Linked DNA regions of Mus musculus: region 1 is linked to region 2. A link is a contact called in public Hi-C data. All regions are on one chromosome and are shown on one strand. Each heading gives the region's core, a stretch centred on a gene start, on an enhancer-like site or on the middle of the called end of the contact. The rest is flanking DNA. Distances are from core to core; before and after follow the strand shown.

What was found. Hi-C and Micro-C count contacts between places; a contact is called where the count stands out from the background.
Region 1: a contact with region 2 is called in a Hi-C map of the STO cell line, with 5 times the contacts expected there. The contact joins two enhancer-like sites. A contact is called at or near these places in 1 of 15 datasets of contacts at CTCF or cohesin (the NIH/3T3 cell line), 14 of 484 Hi-C or Micro-C datasets (the C2C12 cell line, the MC3T3-E1 cell line, MC3T3-E1-derived osteoblasts and 7 more) and 6 of 115 datasets of contacts at active chromatin or transcription factors (the NIH/3T3 cell line, a colorectal cancer cell line, fibro-adipogenic progenitors and 3 more).

The regions. Positions count from the first base shown.
Region 1 is chr2:46,448,216-46,452,181 of GRCm38.p6, forward strand. No RefSeq gene overlaps it. Among named protein-coding and RNA genes, the nearest start is that of Gm13470, 7.3 kb to the left of the region's middle. Within about 2 kb of position 2,701, at least 3 of the 459 cell types and tissues checked have an H3K27ac peak or open chromatin away from gene starts, as enhancers often do. A contact at or near this core is called in the STO cell line, where this site is marked.
Region 2 is chr2:45,590,929-45,595,408 of GRCm38.p6, forward strand. No RefSeq gene overlaps it. Among named protein-coding and RNA genes, the nearest start is that of Gm30848, 20 kb to the left of the region's middle. Within about 2 kb of position 3,058, at least 29 of the 459 cell types and tissues checked have an H3K27ac peak or open chromatin away from gene starts, as enhancers often do. A contact at or near this core is called in the STO cell line, where this site is marked.

The DNA of each region.
Region 1 (3,966 bases), core at 1,451-3,950, 860 kb after region 2:
AGTGCTTGATAAAGTCAAAGTGTATTTCAGCATCCACAATCTGGTGTTGGTGGGAGATCTGGTTAATTACTCTCAGTCATTGTGACTCCAACATCAGTTCCAGATGTGCTCTTGGGAGCAAAGCTTCACAGTCCTCTCTTCAAACAATGGCTGAGTCAAGGAGAGAAATATGAGTGGCGAATGATATTCAGTTCTAGTGAGTTTCTTCCAGGAATTTCGTGTGTTCACTTTATGCTTCCTTCTACAAAGACAATTTTTTCTTTTCTATCTGGAATGCTTAATAAATGAGTTTGATATTCTTAATTTGGAACAATACCACATGACTAGGCCACATCTAGATATTGTCTAAACAAATTACCTTTTATAGTCACGCAAATAAAAAGAAAGTTAGAAAAGTACTCCCTAAAGAAAGGTAGAAAGTCTCTGTAAAGAGAAGTTCATAAGATAAGGGGAAGTACATGACGTTTGAGGAAAGGATAGCTTTTGTTTGTTTCTCTGAACCTCTCATTTAAAAACATACTACAATCATGTTAGTATTTCTGAAATACATAACTAATAATTTCCCTTGTTTAACCTCTAAAACAGTCCTAGCAACAGAGGGGCAGAGTTACCTTTTTATCACCACAAAGCAAAGGCACAAGTCAGCAATGAGACCTGACACCTCAGTCCCTTCATGGGATCCCAGGAGTCTTTAACTCCAATATTCACCAGGGCTTCATTTGCAAAAATGACCATGTCAATCTCTCATGGATGGCTGTTAACATGTTGTTAGGGCCATATTATGTATGAAAAAAATGGTTAGCTCAGCATTTGCAGAGACTTATTTTCATCCATTAATAGTCTGGCCATTTAATTAAAATATAATGCCAGAGAAGTCCCAATTCACAGAAGAGAATGACCTTGAGACCATCCTGTCATTGAGAGGTAGTAAGAAAAATACAGGAGGGTATAGTGAAAAGATGACTGCTCTTATGTCTTTGTGCAATTGAATATGATAAATACTCATATGTGTACCTATATGAATATCAGTGCTCCCACCTGGTAAGATCTCTAATTTCATCCATTCCTTTGTATTCCAATTCTGAGACTATACAGCAGTAGAACACATATGTGCAAATCCCGGCAGAACTCCTTGGTTGTTTCTTGGTTTCCTAAAATGTTCCAACAGTTCAGGGCCTGAGACAGGGCCACACAGGGAAGATCACTCTCTTCTGCCATTGTAACCTGGACACACCACACTAAGGGCTGGATGTATGAGCTAAAAACTCATAACCAGACTTTTCAAGTTCAGCTCCCTCTCTACTTGGTAAAACCCACTATTACAGAACCATGCTAAATTAGAGTTAGCTAGGAATTCGGGTCAATAAGGCCCAAGAATTAGAATAGAAGACTTCTTAAGTCCAGCATCAGGTGTTCCGTTCTATACATCGTTAGTTTATTTGGGTAATGTGTTATGTTCACAACTTGTCTTGGTCTTGAACCAGCAGAACCAGGCCTCTATTCACTGTAGGTTTTGGTGGGCCACCAGGAGGTCTTCAAGAACTGCAATACTACATACACACAATAATATAACATAATTCACAATGTACTGTCTTTGGCCAAGCAGGTACAATGGTATTTAAAACATATATATCTTAAGACATGATATTTAGATAAGAATTTGGAGTTATTTTTATTTTCTGCTCAGAGAAATACTTTACATAGGTCTCACTGTAAGTGAATCAGAATGTAGCATCCATGTTACCTTGAAGCAGAAGCAAGGAGCTCTTGTCTGAATATACATGCTGAGATGAAGTATCAGACAGGACTTTGTGTTTGGAAACAGGACATCTTGGTGCATCTTCCTCTGCAAATGTGAGTAACATCTTCATGCTTATTTTCACAGAGAATGATTCAGACCAGGAATCAGTTTCTGAAAACCTTCCTTCCTCTGCATTAAAGGCATGCATTTGAAACTATTGTGGATTTTCATACAATCCTGTGTTTTTTTTGACATGTAGCCATGTAGCCAGATTAATAATGTTGGCTAAACTCTGGTCTTCTGAAAAATGCAACAAATGAGCTGAGGGAGAAATCACTGATTTTTCTTCTTACCAGGAAGAAACTTAGTTGGTGAGTTAACCCAAGTGCTTCATTTGCTAAAGTATTCAGTCTAAAATGTGCCACAGAGTGTATACATAATGAGTAAACAAATAAATACCCTAACAAGTTAACATACACTATTCAAAAAATTAGGCTTAATCCCAAATTATTTTTTTCTATCATTCACATATCTGAATCATTTGGGAATATTCTTTTGTAGGAAAAAGTGAACAAAAATCTGTTCCCAATTCCTTCCTATTTTCTGATCATGTAACTAAGGGAAATGAGGCCTTTTTTCCCTGTTTTTGCTAATCCTGATGAATTTTGTCAAAATAAATTTTGAGCAAGAGAATTTTTCTTGGCCAACGGACTCTGGGAAAGAAAAGTACTGCAGTTTGCATCTTGGTTGTCTTTTATGGTCAGCTGCCTTATCACAGTTCAAACTTGCATGCTGGGAAACTGCTCTTTTTTTGTACCTTTTCTGCCAGAATTCAACTCTAACAACAAAAGTTTATAAACAATGAAAATTCCAGCTGGTCGACATCAGCATCACGAAGCTTTCTCCTCGCACTGATACAAATATTTACCCTGAGCTTTGGCAAAGCTTTCCTTGCCAATGTCACCCTTAATCATACATTTTTCTTTGATTGAGTTATGCTTTCCAGTATGCGATTTGCCCTGGTTTACTTTTTAACACATCCCAGAGGCTTCGTCAAAATCAACTCTGGGCAGGCCATGTCATTTGGTAGCTGCCAAACATGTTACTGAGAGGGAACTTGGCAAATATCAAAACAGTCGCTCTAACTGCTCTAATAAATGTGTTTGTTCTTTCTGACCACCCTTTACTTTTTAGGTCCCTCATATCCATAAAGGAAAGAGCCAAGAAAGTAGAGTTGCATATAATTTCCTTTGCTGATTCCTCTCTCAGGCACCCTAGTCCAATGAAGTTGAAAACTCAAAACTCAGTGATTCTTGTCTCCTCAAAGACACAAGGTTATATTCAAAGGTTAAGACACCAGATTGACATACTCTCATACTGTCGTAAAGTCTGCTAGAACAAATATTTGCCACACAAAAAAGTCACTTGTAGGGGGATTAGCACAAAATATTGCAAACTTGTCTACCTAGTTTTCTTGGCAGAATTAAATAGGTTCTTTAAACTGAACAGTTGAAAAATCATTTTAAAGTATAGCAGTATGAATAGTTCAATAGGGTTTTCCTCTCCATACAGAAATTCCTGCTTGAGCAAGTGATGGTTTCCCAATGAAAGAAAGTATAAATAATTATTTCAATAATATATAGTATTTGTTTTTGAGACATACTTGCCATTATATACAGCCTACTTCTGTACCATATGTCAGTCTGTTGAATTTAGATGAAATTTAATTACTCAATTTTATCAGTCCAGTTTAAAAAACAAGTCTTAAAAATGATGGAATTTTCATTTCTGAGTTATACACTAGGTTATTGTTGCTGGCACTATTGTTGTACCTGTAATCCCCAGAGAACAAATATGCCCACACAGAAACGAACACTCAAACTCCTGCCACTATACCATTCTAATTATACCTTGCCAACCTATACTTTCATCTCTCCAGAGGTTTGTGTTTTTGTGTGCATATCAAAAATGCAGTGATTTGTAACAACTCATACTATCTACAGATCTGAATAAGAGAAATCATACCTGAAGATCACTTAATCGCTTTTGTACACTAACATCTGACCAGGATCCAGACATCTTGGAATTTCCTAATTCATACTTTTTCTTTCCAAGTCATAGTTACAGGGAAATCTCATTCATGGAAACTCCTTACAGATTATTTAATATTCAAGAAAGTGTACAATTAATGCAAATATGAAAAAATTATGAATAATTGTGATGTA
Region 2 (4,480 bases), core at 1,808-4,307:
TTGGGACTGTGTTACCTCACTTAGGATGGTATCTTCAAGTTTTATCCATTTGCCTGCAAAATTCATGATGTCCTTGTTTTTAGTTGCTGAATAGTATTCTATCATGTAGATATACCACATTTTCTTTGCCCATTCTTCAGTTGAGGGACATCTAGGTTGTTTTTTAGTTTCTGGCTATTATGAATAAAGCTGGTATGAACATAGTTGAGCAAGTGTCTTTGTGGTATGATGGAGCAACTTTTGGGCATATGCCCAGAAGTGCTATAGCTATGTCTTGAGGTAAACTATTTTCAGTGTTCTGAGAAACTTGCAAATTGATTTCCAAAGTGGTTATACAAATTTGTACTCCTGTAAGCTCCTTGCATCCCAGGTTCGCAAGTATAAGCTGAGAATAATAGGCAGGCTCTGCAAATCAAGGTTAAATCTATTGGCCTCTGCCACTTTTCCATCTCTTCCTCTGGCCATAATAGGTAGCAATAGCTGATTACAGAGTCTTCATGCTGAGCCAGCGTGAAGCCTCTGAAGTCTCACTGCAGGCATCCAGGCAACTTTCCTGTCAAGTTCAGTGTCACAGAGTGAACTTGAAAGGACAATTGGCTAGTTTTGGTGTCCTTGAGAGTTATTAACATCAAATTTTCTGGATCAATAGTGGATAGGTTGTCTAGATTCAATCAGACACAGGTGGCAAATGAAGAAATAAAGAATTCATAGTTTGGTAAGTATTCATAAGTTTTGCTGTTTCATATTATATTTAATATCTGAATTACTTTGATGAATGAGTCCTAGTAGGACAATTTTGACAGTGATCTCCACATATTCATTTATGATCATTATAATTTTAAAGATTTTGAAATCTCTATTTACTTTTTGTTAAGCACTCGGCCTCTTATCCAATAACCTTAAAATAATTTATGCCATTTTATATCCAGACTTTTCTCTTTCTTGATACAAAATCTGTTTCTAGGGTTCTTTTTTTTTTTTAACCGTCCATCCCTTGAAAATGTGAATTTATTTCACTAAGAATTAGAAATTTCTAAGTAGAACATATTTGTGCATCATCTTGTCTGGATTCTGTGCAATTGGATTCATTTGAAGTTGAGGATCATTGCCAGGTATAGGCTGTGACTGGGTTCTTTTCCATTATTTGTCCTGTTTATAAGTAGACTACCATTACCCTGTACTCTGAGATATCATTAAAGGCCTTTTTTAAAAAATCAAGATACTTTCAGCTTATGAAACTCCAAAATCCATTATCAAAGAAATAACTTAACAGAGCACCTATTTCTTAAACATTTGTTTAACTGGCTTCACGTCTTGATTTTTCTCTGCCTTTTTCCTTTTATTATATAAGAAAGGAAACTAAAGAGGTGGCTCTATATTGCCAATTGAAGTCAGCTATGAATCTGCTACATCTCCTAGACATGTAGCCTTTTCTTTTGTGGAATTCTAGATATGTAGAATTGCTACGTTTGCAGAGGACCTGGGTTCAGTTATTAAAACCCACATGAAAGCTCATAATCTTCTGTATCTCAGGTTCTAGAAAATATGATGCCTTCTTCTGGCCTCTGCAGGTATCAGGCAAGCATGTGGTATATATACATATCTGTAGGTAAAAAGAGAAATCATAAACATAAAAATAATCTTTAAAAATTACAGCAGCGAAGAGAGAACTAATAATCAACTAATAAACAACTAATCTAGATATTGTATTGTTGTTACACATTTAAATGTATTTTACTTTTTGTTTTAACTTCTTTTTTTCTTTTTGAGGCCTTTGACCAGTGATTCATTGAAAGAATGTGACTTGTGAGTAGCAGGAGGAGTTACTGTTCAGCAGAAAGCCTGACATTCCCAGACTCTATGATAACAATGACCACAGGTTCTATTTCCCAATAATAAAAGTTTTGACCCTGTAAAATGAGTGTAATATTATTAATTTTGTTTGCGTGCTTGAAAAAAGATCCCAAGCTATTGCCTTCAATGTTTTAAGAGAAGAAAGCCATAGAGGCATGGACAGAGTTAGGGTTACGCTTCTCGCTCTGTGCTCCATATTAACAGAGAGAAAAAACGACATTGTCTTTTTTACTAAAGGAATGGCTCAATGTTCCCCGAGTATTTGGGTGGAATTTTGTATTAATTAGGGTTTATATTTACATAATGAAACACCTTGACCAAAAGCAGCTTGGGAGAAAGAGTTTATTTTTCTATATTCTCATATCACTGCTCATTATCAGGAGAAGTAAGGGCAGGACAGACACTGAAACAGGAGCTTGATGGCAGGAGCTGATTCCTCTATGAGGCCATAGAGGAGTACTGCTTGCTGACTTGTTCCCCATAGCTTACTCAGCCTACTTTATTATAACACCCAGGACTACCAACCCAGGGGTTGCACTACTCACAATGGGCTGAGTCCTGCCACATCAACCTATAGGTTTGCCTTGGATCTTTTGGAAGTATTTTCTCAATTGAGGTTCACTCCTTTATAGCTTGGATCAGGTTGATATAAAACTGGTTAGCACAAATTCCAAAGGTATTTAATATTTGTTTTTATTCAGGTGTGTTTCTTGGCACAACATTAAGTTGTATAAGCAAACATATCATTAGAGTGAACATAGTATATTAGATAATATTACAATTGTTTATACAATTTTGTTTTCTACTGTCCATTTGCAGGAAATTACTCAGCCAGGTTTGGCAAAGCTGAGTATCAATTTTAGTAGAAATCAGGTCTAAAGGCTATGGCCCCAATTCTCTAATTGAGAAATGTTCTTGCAATGATTCCCAAGAAGATTTAAAGAAAAAAAAAACCCACACACACCTTAATAATAAACAAAATAGCAATGTAAGTTTGTATGTAACTTTAATTCTTGACGAATCCCAAAACTCTTATAAACTATTACTCTAAACATACACAAAAACTGGTGCTACAGGGCTGCATGCTGGAGCTGAAATGTCAGAAAGAACTCATTTCTGCCACGAAATGGGTGCGGTCTGCATGACCTAATACAGCTCTTCTGGCTCAGGTTTTTGCACTGCTGTGTGGGTGGAATTCCTGGGCTTTAGTGTTGTGCAAGGCAAGGCTGTATTGTGGTAGAAGGTGGGAAGTGAAGAAGAATCTAGCAGAGGAAAGAGGTGTGGGGAACTGAAGGATATTGTTCCAGTTCCTGGTGGTGGTGATTAAGATGGAGTTACGAGTAGACCTTCCAGGTGCTCTTTGAGAGAAGTATCTTGGATTGCCAAATAAAACATTCTGTTATGGAATATTTCATGTGTGCAGAAAGAAAAGTTAAAAGATGAGATTGCTTCACATAGAGAATGCCAGAGTGGGATGGGCCTGAGAGATTTTCCAATTTAAAAAAAATATGCATTTTATCTTTAAGAAAAGCAAGGACCACAGAGGTCCTGTGCTTAGAGCATCATCATAGGGCAACCTCTGAACTGTCTGGTTTTCTTGGATACAGTGATTCACCAAGTACATCTTCTATGCTTCCAAGAATTGTGTTGGCAGAGAGATATGACGACCGAAAAGAGCCACTTCCCCTGAGGTTACAGTCTCTCCTAGGAGCAGTATTTTCCAAAATATTCAGGCCTTCATTTTTTTTTCATGAACATATAGTGAGTATCAGTTATGTGCCAGGGATTAAGTAAAATAGAGTATCTGAATATGGAAAAAAAGACATTATAGCACAGACAGGGAGCATGCACATGCCATGTTTTAATGCATTTAGTGTTTGGCCTATCAAGAAGAATTTGATAGGTATGGAGGGGGAAGGAAGGAGGAATAGGGAAATGAAGGAAGAGAGGAAGAATGGAAAGGAAAGAGAAATGGAGAGGGATATATGGAGAGAAAAAGAGAGAGAAAAAGACAGATAGACAATATAGCAATAAAGAAAGGAAGGGAGTAAAAGAGGGGGGTGGAGTTGCCATTGTGAAACAGAGCTTGTGACTGGGCTTGTCCGTGACTCTATAAATTATCAGCTAAACAAACGTACAATATCATTCCAGCAATAGGTAAATAAGTTTGTTTCCATACAAAATATTCACAGTTCTCAGAGAGGATGCATTTAATGGAAGGCAAAATTTTAAGTAAACCAAGTTCAATTTATATACACACATCCATTTTACATATACCCACAAAACCTATATACACATATACACACAAATGTGCACACATACATTCGTACACACACACACACACACACACACACACACACACACACACACATTTTGTTGTTTTAGGGCAAATTTGGCTCCTCTTCCTGAAGAGTAATATATCCACCATTATTTACTACTGTTATAAGCAGGGCATTGTTGCCTGGAATAAAGACAGAGATGATTAGTGATAGACTTAATCTTTGATACATTTATTTTTTCTGTCACTTCAAATGATGCCTTTCTTTTTAAAATAGATGTGTTGTTAAAAATAACCTTCACTGGGCTTAGAAGATAGCCCAGCTAATAAAATCTTCGAAAAACAAAC